Linked DNA regions of Rattus norvegicus: region 1 is linked to region 2. The links are chromatin contacts, called in public Hi-C maps. All regions are on one chromosome and are shown on one strand. The core of a region is the stretch at or near the end of the contact, and the rest is flanking DNA. Distances in the headings are between cores, read along the strand shown. Region 1 has its middle 88 kb from the start of Igsf21. Region 2 has its middle 9.5 kb from the start of Igsf21.

The links. A called contact is a pair of places that touch in the nucleus more often than the background predicts.
Region 1: a contact with region 2 is called in a Hi-C map of frontal cortex, with 2.5 times the contacts expected there. The contact joins two enhancer-like sites. A contact is called at or near these places in 2 of 12 Hi-C or Micro-C datasets (frontal cortex and prefrontal cortex).

What each region holds. Positions count from the first base shown.
Region 1 is chr5:157,880,741-157,885,320 of GRCr8, forward strand. No RefSeq gene overlaps it. Among named protein-coding and RNA genes, the nearest start is that of Igsf21, 88 kb to the left of the region's middle. Within about 2 kb of position 1,406, at least 6 of the 93 cell types and tissues checked have an H3K27ac peak or open chromatin away from gene starts, as enhancers often do.
Region 2 is chr5:157,802,498-157,807,101 of GRCr8, forward strand. No RefSeq gene overlaps it. Among named protein-coding and RNA genes, the nearest start is that of Igsf21, 9.5 kb to the left of the region's middle. Within about 2 kb of position 2,189, at least 2 of the 93 cell types and tissues checked have an H3K27ac peak or open chromatin away from gene starts, as enhancers often do.

The sequences.
Region 1 (4,580 bases), core at 156-2,655, 77 kb after region 2:
CGACCAAAGAAGCCGGTCACAGGGACCTCAGGGCCGTGAGTCCATCCATTTGCATAAAGTGTCTGGGACAGAAGACTCTGCTCAGACAAAGCTGGAAGCCAATCCGTGGGTGTCAGGGCCCCGGGGACGGGGACAGGAGGGTGACAGCTAAGCACTGCAGAGTTTATTTTTGGAGGGTTAGTTAGAATCTTCTAAAACTGACTGCAGTGATGGTTTCCCAACGTGGTGAATATACTAAAAATTACTGAGTTGTAAATATATAAAAAGTTAAAAATTAAAATGTCAGCCCGGCTTAATGAGCTAGAAATGAGTGATTAGGGCTCCTGAGCCTGGGAGCCGTCTCCAGTCAGCAGCCACCCTTGTCCTCATGTGAGCTACTCAGGGCCTTAGAAGGCACGAGAGGGGACTGAGGGTCGAGTTCAGATCCTGGGCCCCTCTATGGAGACAAAACAGGTCCATTTCTTGGCCTCTTTGACAAAGTGCCTCTCTCCCTGTCACTTCCTTCTCAAGGCTGATTTGCAATTCCCTGTGATGGGAAAAGTGTCTCCTATCTGGCCAAGTTCCAAGCTGGCCTCTCTTCAGGAAGTGTGGGAGGCCTGACTCAAGGCTGTCTGCTAACACCAGAGGCTGACCCTAACCACTCCTTCCCAGCTCCCTCCATGGGAAAGGCTCTGCCTCAGGACCTTAGTGCAAGCTCACCCCTCCCCACAGATGATCCAGATGTGACAGTCAATCCACTACAATGTAATAAACTAAGACAGAATATTCCAGGCTAGAGAGACAGCTCAGTGGATAAAGTGCGGGACATATAAACCTTAGGAACTGAGTTCAGATTTCCCCAGCTCCCACATAAAACAGTGTACCTGCAAACTCAGAATTGGCAGTGTGGGAACAGGAAGATCATAGTTCTGTTGACAGCCAGCCTTGCCAAAACGGCAGACTCCAGGTTCAGGAAGAAACCCTGTCTCAAAAATTAAAGTCAAGAGAGATTAAGGAAGACACTTTGATGTCAGCCTGTGGCCTCCACATGCACAGGTACATATAGCTTACCCCCAACGCACACTTTCACACACGCATGCGCACACGCACACAGGGATGCACCCACACGCCCACACACATACACAAAATAAAATAGAATGATATCGTGCTCCCATCTCAGATTGAGAAATGCCTAGAAAATCAGCAACTGCGATAGTGTGAGATAGGGTATCTCTAGAGAGGGTCACATAGTGGGGAAGACACAGCCTACATACATGTCGGCACTACCATCCGGTGGGCTAGGACCTAAGAGGAATGAAATAAAACGTGGAAAGGGAAAAGCTCACAGCACAGACTCCCGATCCTCCCCCTACCCTCTCTCCTGGCTGCCGTGCTCCGCCATCTTGGATTCATCAGGTGCGAGCAGAACTGGAATGTGGCGGCCTGGGGTCAGGGTCTGTTGTTATCTCTCCTGACACCCCGGTGCAGGTGACAAGCAAGTGAGTGAGCTGAAGTGGCCTGTCCCTCCATCTCTGCCCTCCACCGGGGATGGAGTGAACTGAGCACAGAGACTCATTCGTTCCCTCTTACAGAAAGTGGGGCGCACATTCAGATAGCTCCACGGCCAGAGGCCAGAGTCCTGGGGCCTTCTATGAAGCCATTTTACAGTGCTGCCTGTAACCACAGATACAAGAAAGGTACTGGAAGCACCCCGGGAGCTGAGAGAGGCACGGTGCATGCCTGAGTCCACAGACCTAGGCTAGCATTTCAGGTTCTGTCGAACAGGGTGGTGTGGTACTCCAGGAAATGTGCGGCGAGCCAGGCTTAAAGAACGCTTCTCACATTCAAGTCCAAAGAGCCCCAGTTCTGAAGCCTGCCTCCGCCTGCAGCGCTCCCACAGCACCGCTGGCCCGCCGGCTGGCTCTGCAGTGAGCACGTTACTCATTTTTCTGGGCTTGTCTCCTTGGCTGTAAAACCGAAATGGAAACCGCTCCCCGCAGGCTGACAGGAGGATTAAACGGGAATCAGACGACACGACACGAAATAACATAAAATAAATTTCAAATAACATAAATTCTGTATAATATATCAACATTATAACTCCCCACACTACAACGTAAGGGAGGAAAATAGAATCTTCCACCCTGGTGTCGGCACTAAAACAGCAAGGAGCAAGGGTCTACCCGGGAGATGCTGAGCCACCCGTGGGATCAGCCTGTTGGAGGGTTGGCACCCAGTAGGTGTCAACACATGACTGCCATCCTGTGGTTAAAACAGCTCCATCCTTCCGGGCAGCAGCAAGATCCTCCTGACATGCAGTGGGGAGTGAGGGCGGGTAGGAAGTATCTTGATTTTGACTCGGTCTGACATGAACCCACAACTGTTGGCACAGGAGACAGGCATCTGTCAGCCTCGTCAGGCAGCTCCTCAGGTTCCCTGACAAACCTCTCTGCACGTGCTCGCCGCTGTCAGCTCCAGTTAAGGCACGGGAATGACAGAACCTGGAGTCAAGCTTGTAAAGTCGGACTGGCAATCTACCCCAGACCCCCACTGGTGACAGCATCTAGGGCCACTGACGAGTCGATCTGGCAAGTGTGTCCTGTGCTGTCTCTGTGCCAGACATGGGGTGGGGTCTACTGTGAACACGGGCTCTCCTGCTGTGCTATGACTACTCCCAGTAGGAGGCAAGGTGACTTTTTCCATAGGGACACCCTCCATTTCCCTGTGTGAGTGTGTGCGTGCGTGCGTGTGTGCATGTGTGCATGCGTGTGTGTGTGTGTGGTGTGCGTGCATGCATGTATGTATATGTATGTATGTGTGTGCGCGTGTGTGTGTGCATGTGTGTGTGTGAGAGAGTATATGTGTGTGTGAGTGTGTGTGTGTGTGTGTGTGTGTGTGTGTGTGTGTGTCAGCAGCTCTTCTACTGTATTCACTGAGGCATGGTCTCTCATTCAGACCAGAGCTCCCCAGTATGGCTAGCACCACACACCAGCTTGCTCTAGGTAATTTTCTGTTTCCCTCTTCCTAGGCTAGAATTTCAGGTTGCCGCCACATACACCCATAAATGCCATATCTATTTATCTGGATTCTGGGGATCCAAACTTTGGTCCTCATGGTTGCTGTGCAAGCCCCCACCAAACCCTCATAAGAACTTTGAATAAGAGAGACTTCTGTCTGCCTTTACCACCAGTGGGTGCCCCCCACCAGGGACAAAACCCATTGTCCCTGCTTATCGGGAAATCAAAGGCAAGATCGGGCAGGATTGGTGCCCCAGTGTGGCCCTGGTGAACTTGCAAGGGACAGAGAAATTGCTGGAGAGACAAATGTCAAGGTGCCAGCATCCAGGGATGCCTATGTTACAACCTCCCACACGGAGAAGGAGGTGTGAGCATACACAAGGAATGTTCAGAGCCAGACTCAACCTAGTGAGCACCTGCTCTTGGGGGCTCACTCTACCACTCCCTTGGTGACAGAACTAATCCATTCGTGGAGATCGAGCCCAGGGACCTTGTCACCTCTTAGTGGTCCCACCTCTCGACATGGTCATTCAGGCCTTAAGCTTAGAGTGCATGGCCACGAGGGCACACATTCTAGCCATAATAGTTGTCGAACCATAGTCTCGGGGACAATCAGTGTTGCAGGAGATTGAGGTAACACTGGGGCAGCCTCTCACACCCAGGACCCGAGCATCTGCAGACACTTAGGTGGGAGAGCATCCTTGCTCACAGGCGCTTGGGGCAGGAGCAGAGGAGGAGAATGACATTGAGACACAAAGCAGATGTTGCTGGTCCTCCCACCAGTGGGAGCCCTCCCTCTGAGAGGGAGGAAGCTGTGTTATCTTCAGAGTTTGTGGGGAAGTGCTTCTGGCACAGGAACAGAGCTGCAAGCATGAGGCTGGAGGGAGGTACGATCTGATCCCAGACTTGTTGACAGGTGAGGGTGTGGGCAGAGGGGTAGGTGGGAGTGGGAAGGGTCTCGGCTCGGTTGGGAAACTCGATTTTGTGGGAATCTTGGTCTGAAATGAAATGAGCCTTTGGGGATGGAATTTAATATTGCCTCAGAGCCTTTGTCTTCATTTAGGGCGACGCGATTGCTTTATCGCGGCTTCTCCCTTCGCCCCAGATACATTTATTTTGAATTTATTCACTTATGAGTCTTGCAACAAGAAGTTGGAATGAGTAAATGCACTCTTTTTTTTTCCTGAGCTACATTAATTTTGGAGGGAGATTTATTCTGTTCGCTGCTCCTCTTATGGTTGCTGACGAGTTGTGGAGGTCCCATTCAGGGCTGAGACCTGGAGGCCCCATTCAGGGTTGAGCTCTGGCTGGTGAGGCTCAAGCTAGTGGGGTGAAAGGCCCAGGCACTCATGGAGGACAAGAGAGTCCCTCATTCCATCTGGAAGGTTGTGATAAAGTGTGGAAATGAGGTCTCCCATGCAGAAGATGTCTTCCTCCAGCACCTCTCATCTACCCTGGCACCTAAGGGTGTCAGAGATAGAATGGGATGCCTGAAAAGCCCTGTTGGAGTTTGGAGTCCCATCCCCAACACCTGTGAACGTCACCATCATTGAAAATGCATCTGCAGATTTGTCCAAGTCAACA
Region 2 (4,604 bases), core at 939-3,438:
AAATCCCATCACAGATAGTTGTGAGTCTCACAGATGGTTGCGAACCACCATGTGGTTGCTGGGATTTGAACTCAGGACCTCTTGGAAGACCTCTTAACCGCTGAGCCATCTCTCTCCCAACCCCCATCCCAGTGGTTCTTAATGCTCACCACTACTTCAAGGGAACCAAAGACCATGTCGAGCTTAGACTTGGACTAGGCTCCACACTGAGTGTCAGGGACATAGAGCAGAAGGACATGTTCTGTGCCCCAAGGAGCTTGCTGTTAGCCGGGCTGGATGCCAACATGGGGTATTCACCTGCCTGTCCTAGTCAGCTATCCCTGCCTGCTTCCCACCTAGTTTCTGTCTTCCAGGACCCGTTTGGAGTCTTCCAAATACTCTATGCTGTAACCTTAGACTGGCTCCGGTGGCCTCCTGCTACATAGGAGGTCACTGCTGGGACACTACTCCTCCATCTCATATTCTGGGGATCAAATTCAAGGCTTCGAACATGCCAGGCACATGTCTCACCACTGAACAACAACTCCAGTCCTGTTCTGATTTGTCTTGCCTTATTTTGATACAGGGTCTTCCTAAGGTATCTAGGCTGACCTTGAACCTTTAACCTCCTAAGTAGCTGGGGTTGTATCCTTTGCTCCGCCAGCCCTGCCAGCTCACTCTCAGCCACAGAGCTTCATTCATGCTACTCCCTCTGACTGAAGCACCCCTCCCTAACCCACCTTCCTCCTCCTTTGCCTCACCCCCACACAAGAGCTCTTCTGCTCAGGGAGCTGACTGATCCTTGCTCATGCTCAGAGACCTTAGCTCTCCTGCCACAGATCCGGCACACCTGGGGTGACATCACAGACTTGGCACACCTGGGGTGACGTCTTCACAAGGCTCTCACTATGCTGTGCTGCCTCAGTGGGTTATGGAAGTAGTGAGAAGGGTAGGGTGCGGGGAGAAGGAAACCCTGGTGCAAAGCCTCAGTCTGGGATAGGGCTCTAACCAGTCACCATCCTGGAGAGACTATAGAAGCCATAGTGGCTGCTAAACAAAAACACCAAAGGTGCTGGTCCTTGATCAGACACCTCCCCCCTTAACACAGTCCATGACTCTTAAAGCATGATATGACTCTTGAGGGACACGGGGTTTGGGAGTGCTTGGTGTCCAGAGCCCCTGATGCTGGCAGGCCTCTGTCAGGGAGCGAGGCTCAGGGGTGTGTGAGAGATATGTGTGAAGGGCACATCCCAGAGCACTGAAACCAAGGGTGTCCAGGGCACCTGCTCCTACAGAAGTCTAGAACTTCGTTATCAAGACGGTCAAACCCTCCCTCCTCCTCTCAGACCCCTTGCAATGTCAGGAGGGACGAGGTCTCTCCTGAGAGCCATTCTTCTCAGTGGTTCGATAAGTCCCATATTTCACACCCCGAGTGGCTGCCTTTCAGTGGTGGGTGAAGTGGTTTTATTTTTATCGAGCACGCAGGCATATAAATATGTACGAGGCTCACAGAGGCACTTTAGGGTCTCTGGAAGGATGCTTTGAGAAGGAGAGGGAGGGAACCGTGTGACAAGTTCACACAGGGCACAGATTCCATGGAGCAAGGATGTCCACCACCTTCCATGGCCCATCTCCTAGAGGGTTATCTGCCTTTAGGCCTGAGCTGGCTTTCCCAGAGGAAAACTTAAAAAGTGTAAGCAAGTTTTAAAAAACCTGGGTTCCCACCTTGACATGGCCACCCAGTAGCCATGTGACCTTGGAAAAGGTATTCTCCCCCTGTGTCCAGCTTGTAACAGAGAGCTGTAACCGAGGTTAATTCTACTTTCCTAAAAGCTTCCATTTTTCTCTTAAAGAACAAATATGATGAAGAATTTGCAGTAAGCCCTGAGAATGCTAATATCGAAAGCATAAGAGGCTTATCACGATTCCTCCCCAGTCATGCTTCGTGATGGCGCAGAGCAGCTGCAGTAATGCCAGCAATGGATGCTCTGGGTGTTCCTGCCTCCTCACCCATGGGGAGAGGAGTTGGGGAAGGAGAACAGCCGCAGATCTCCCGTGATAGGGCCTGGCGCTTTACATACATTACCGAACTTGAACGCGGCAGTGGCAGCGTGTGGGAGGCACGATTCTCGCTTATGGAAGAGGTCGGAGGTCGGAAAGACAAAAGCAGCTAATGAACTGTAGGGCCCAGACTTGAGTGAAGGTCACTTTGATGCTTTCCCAGAGGTGGCCACATGTAACTGCTCTCTCCTGGAGGGCCACATCACACCACGGAATTGTCTAGCCACAACATTCCACCACGGAGCTGTCAGAAGAGTCGGCTTGTGGAAGTGAGGGTTCTGGAGACATCTGTTGAAGCTACTTTTCTTCTTCCAGGGCTGGCTCTCATCAATCTTTGGCCAAAGCACATTTTCCTTCACCAGAGGAAGACAGAGAACAGGGAGAGAGAGAGAGAGAGAGAGAGAGAGAGAGAGAGAGAGAGAGAGAGAGACTGAGAGACAGAGAGGGAGAGAGATAGAGACAGAAACACAGAGAGACAGAAGAGACAGAGACAGATAAAAAGAGACAGGGAGAGAGAGAAAAGAGACACTGTACCATGGGGGGGTCATGTGAGAACAATTACAATTCTGATTTGGGGTGGGGGGTGCTCAAAATATCCAAAGACACTGAGCTCCAATCTCTCAGCTCTGTCTCTCTCCCTCCTACTCTCTATGTCTTGCATCCTTCCTATTTTAGTTTTTCTTTTCTAAATAGGGCATCATTCTGTAGCCTTGGTTGCCCATAAGGAGAACTCTGGGCCAGTTGGAGAAGGCAGAGACTAAGGTGCTGGCATCAGCAAGCAACCAGGACAGTGGCTTTATCATGAGCTTCTACACCTACAGAGCCTGGGGAGGCGGAGATTGATAGGAGAAGCATCGTGGTTCTCAGTAGAGCCTGGTGTGGCTGTCAGGCAGCGGCTGCTGGTGGAGTCAAGCCCTGGGGAAAGAGACTTGGGGTAGGGGATAGAATCAGAATCAGATTCAGAAACCCACCTTTCTGTCCTTGGTTATTTCTGTTCTCTTTCGGATTTATTTAAGACTTCAGAATACTTAAAAGAATGGGCCAAGTCGACCACATTGAATTACCAGGTGCTGCTAAAGGAGCTTCATCCACTCAGGCTGTGAACAGGTAAAGGTAGAAGCAGAATCTGGTGGCCTCAGGTGAGGCTCAGAGACCAGGCTGGGTCCTGCAGCCACGCCCACCTGCCCAGGTGTTTGAGTCCTTGCTTCTTATTCCTACGTCTCTGCTGGGCGAGATGCTAAACAAACCCCACAGTGAACCAGCGGCCTCTGCATTTTAAAGAGCTCAACTCAGAATGTTCCATGGAGTCCCATGGCAGTTCAATCAATTTCTGGGACTCGGTCATCTTGCAGAACACACATTGAGTTCCTCTATCCCTCTGCCTTTCCTTTTCTTCCCCTCTTGTGCTCCTGTCAACCAGAGTCCTCCCTTCTGTCCTAAGTTTGGGCATACTAGGTCCATCCCCCTTGTGGGGAGTGAAGTGTGATAGCCATCTTCTTGTGCTTGGATTCTTTCTCTTAGCACAATATTCTTGAGGTTCATCTATGTGACAATACATGTTGTCACCCCCATGTGTGCACATGTCTGTGTGCACTCGAATGTGTGCATATCTGCATACACATGTGTGTAAGTCATGAAGTCATGTGTAAACCTGAGGTCAATCAATCTCTGGTATCTTTCCCCGCCCCCCTCTCTGCCTACCTTTTTTGAGAATGGTCTCACTGAACAGGAAGCTCACAGATTTGGCTAGACTAGCTGGCCCAAGCCCTGATGCTCTCCCACTGCTGTCTCTCCGGCCCTGGAATTACAGATGTGTGCCAAGATTTGAAATAGGTTCTGGGGACTATTTGAAATAGTTCCTTATCTTTACATAGCAAACATTTTACCGACTGAGCTTCCCCCATCCCTAAATTCCCTCCCCTTTCAAGGCTGAGTAATACTCCTTGCATATGGACACTGCAATTTCCTTCTCTGGGGAAAGGAACAAAAATCCATGCAGTGTGACCCCAAAGGGCAGACCACGCTATGGCAGAGAGGGGCCAGTCCTAATTAATGGCTAAGGACTGCTGGGGGTGAGAGTTCTACAGGGTTAGACAGGTACTGTTTGCATCTCCTTCTCCTCTCCCACGGTTCTAACTACGTACCTGACAAACAACGGCCTTGAGGAAAGACGTGCTGTGCCCACCATTTTACAGGATGTCATTCTTTCCTGTTGGAGAAGGTTTGTTGGCTGGGCGGCTCTGTCCATGGTAGCGCGGAGTAGCTCTGTCCATGGTAGCGCGGAGTAGCTCTGTCCATGGTAGCGCGGAGTAACTGTCCATGGTGTCCTGGCGGCTGGGCAGCTCTGTCCATGGTGGTTTCTGAGCGGCTTTCTCCATAGTGACGCGGAATGGCTCTGTCCATGGTAGAGGTCCTTGCTCCAGGGCATTTATGCAGCAGATTAAGAATGAGAGAGAACGGGTTGGGGATTTAGCTCAGTGGTAGAGCGCTTGCCTAGCAAGCACAAGGCCCTGGGTTCGGTCCCCAGCTCCGAAAAAAAGAAAAAAAAAAGAATGAGAGAGAAC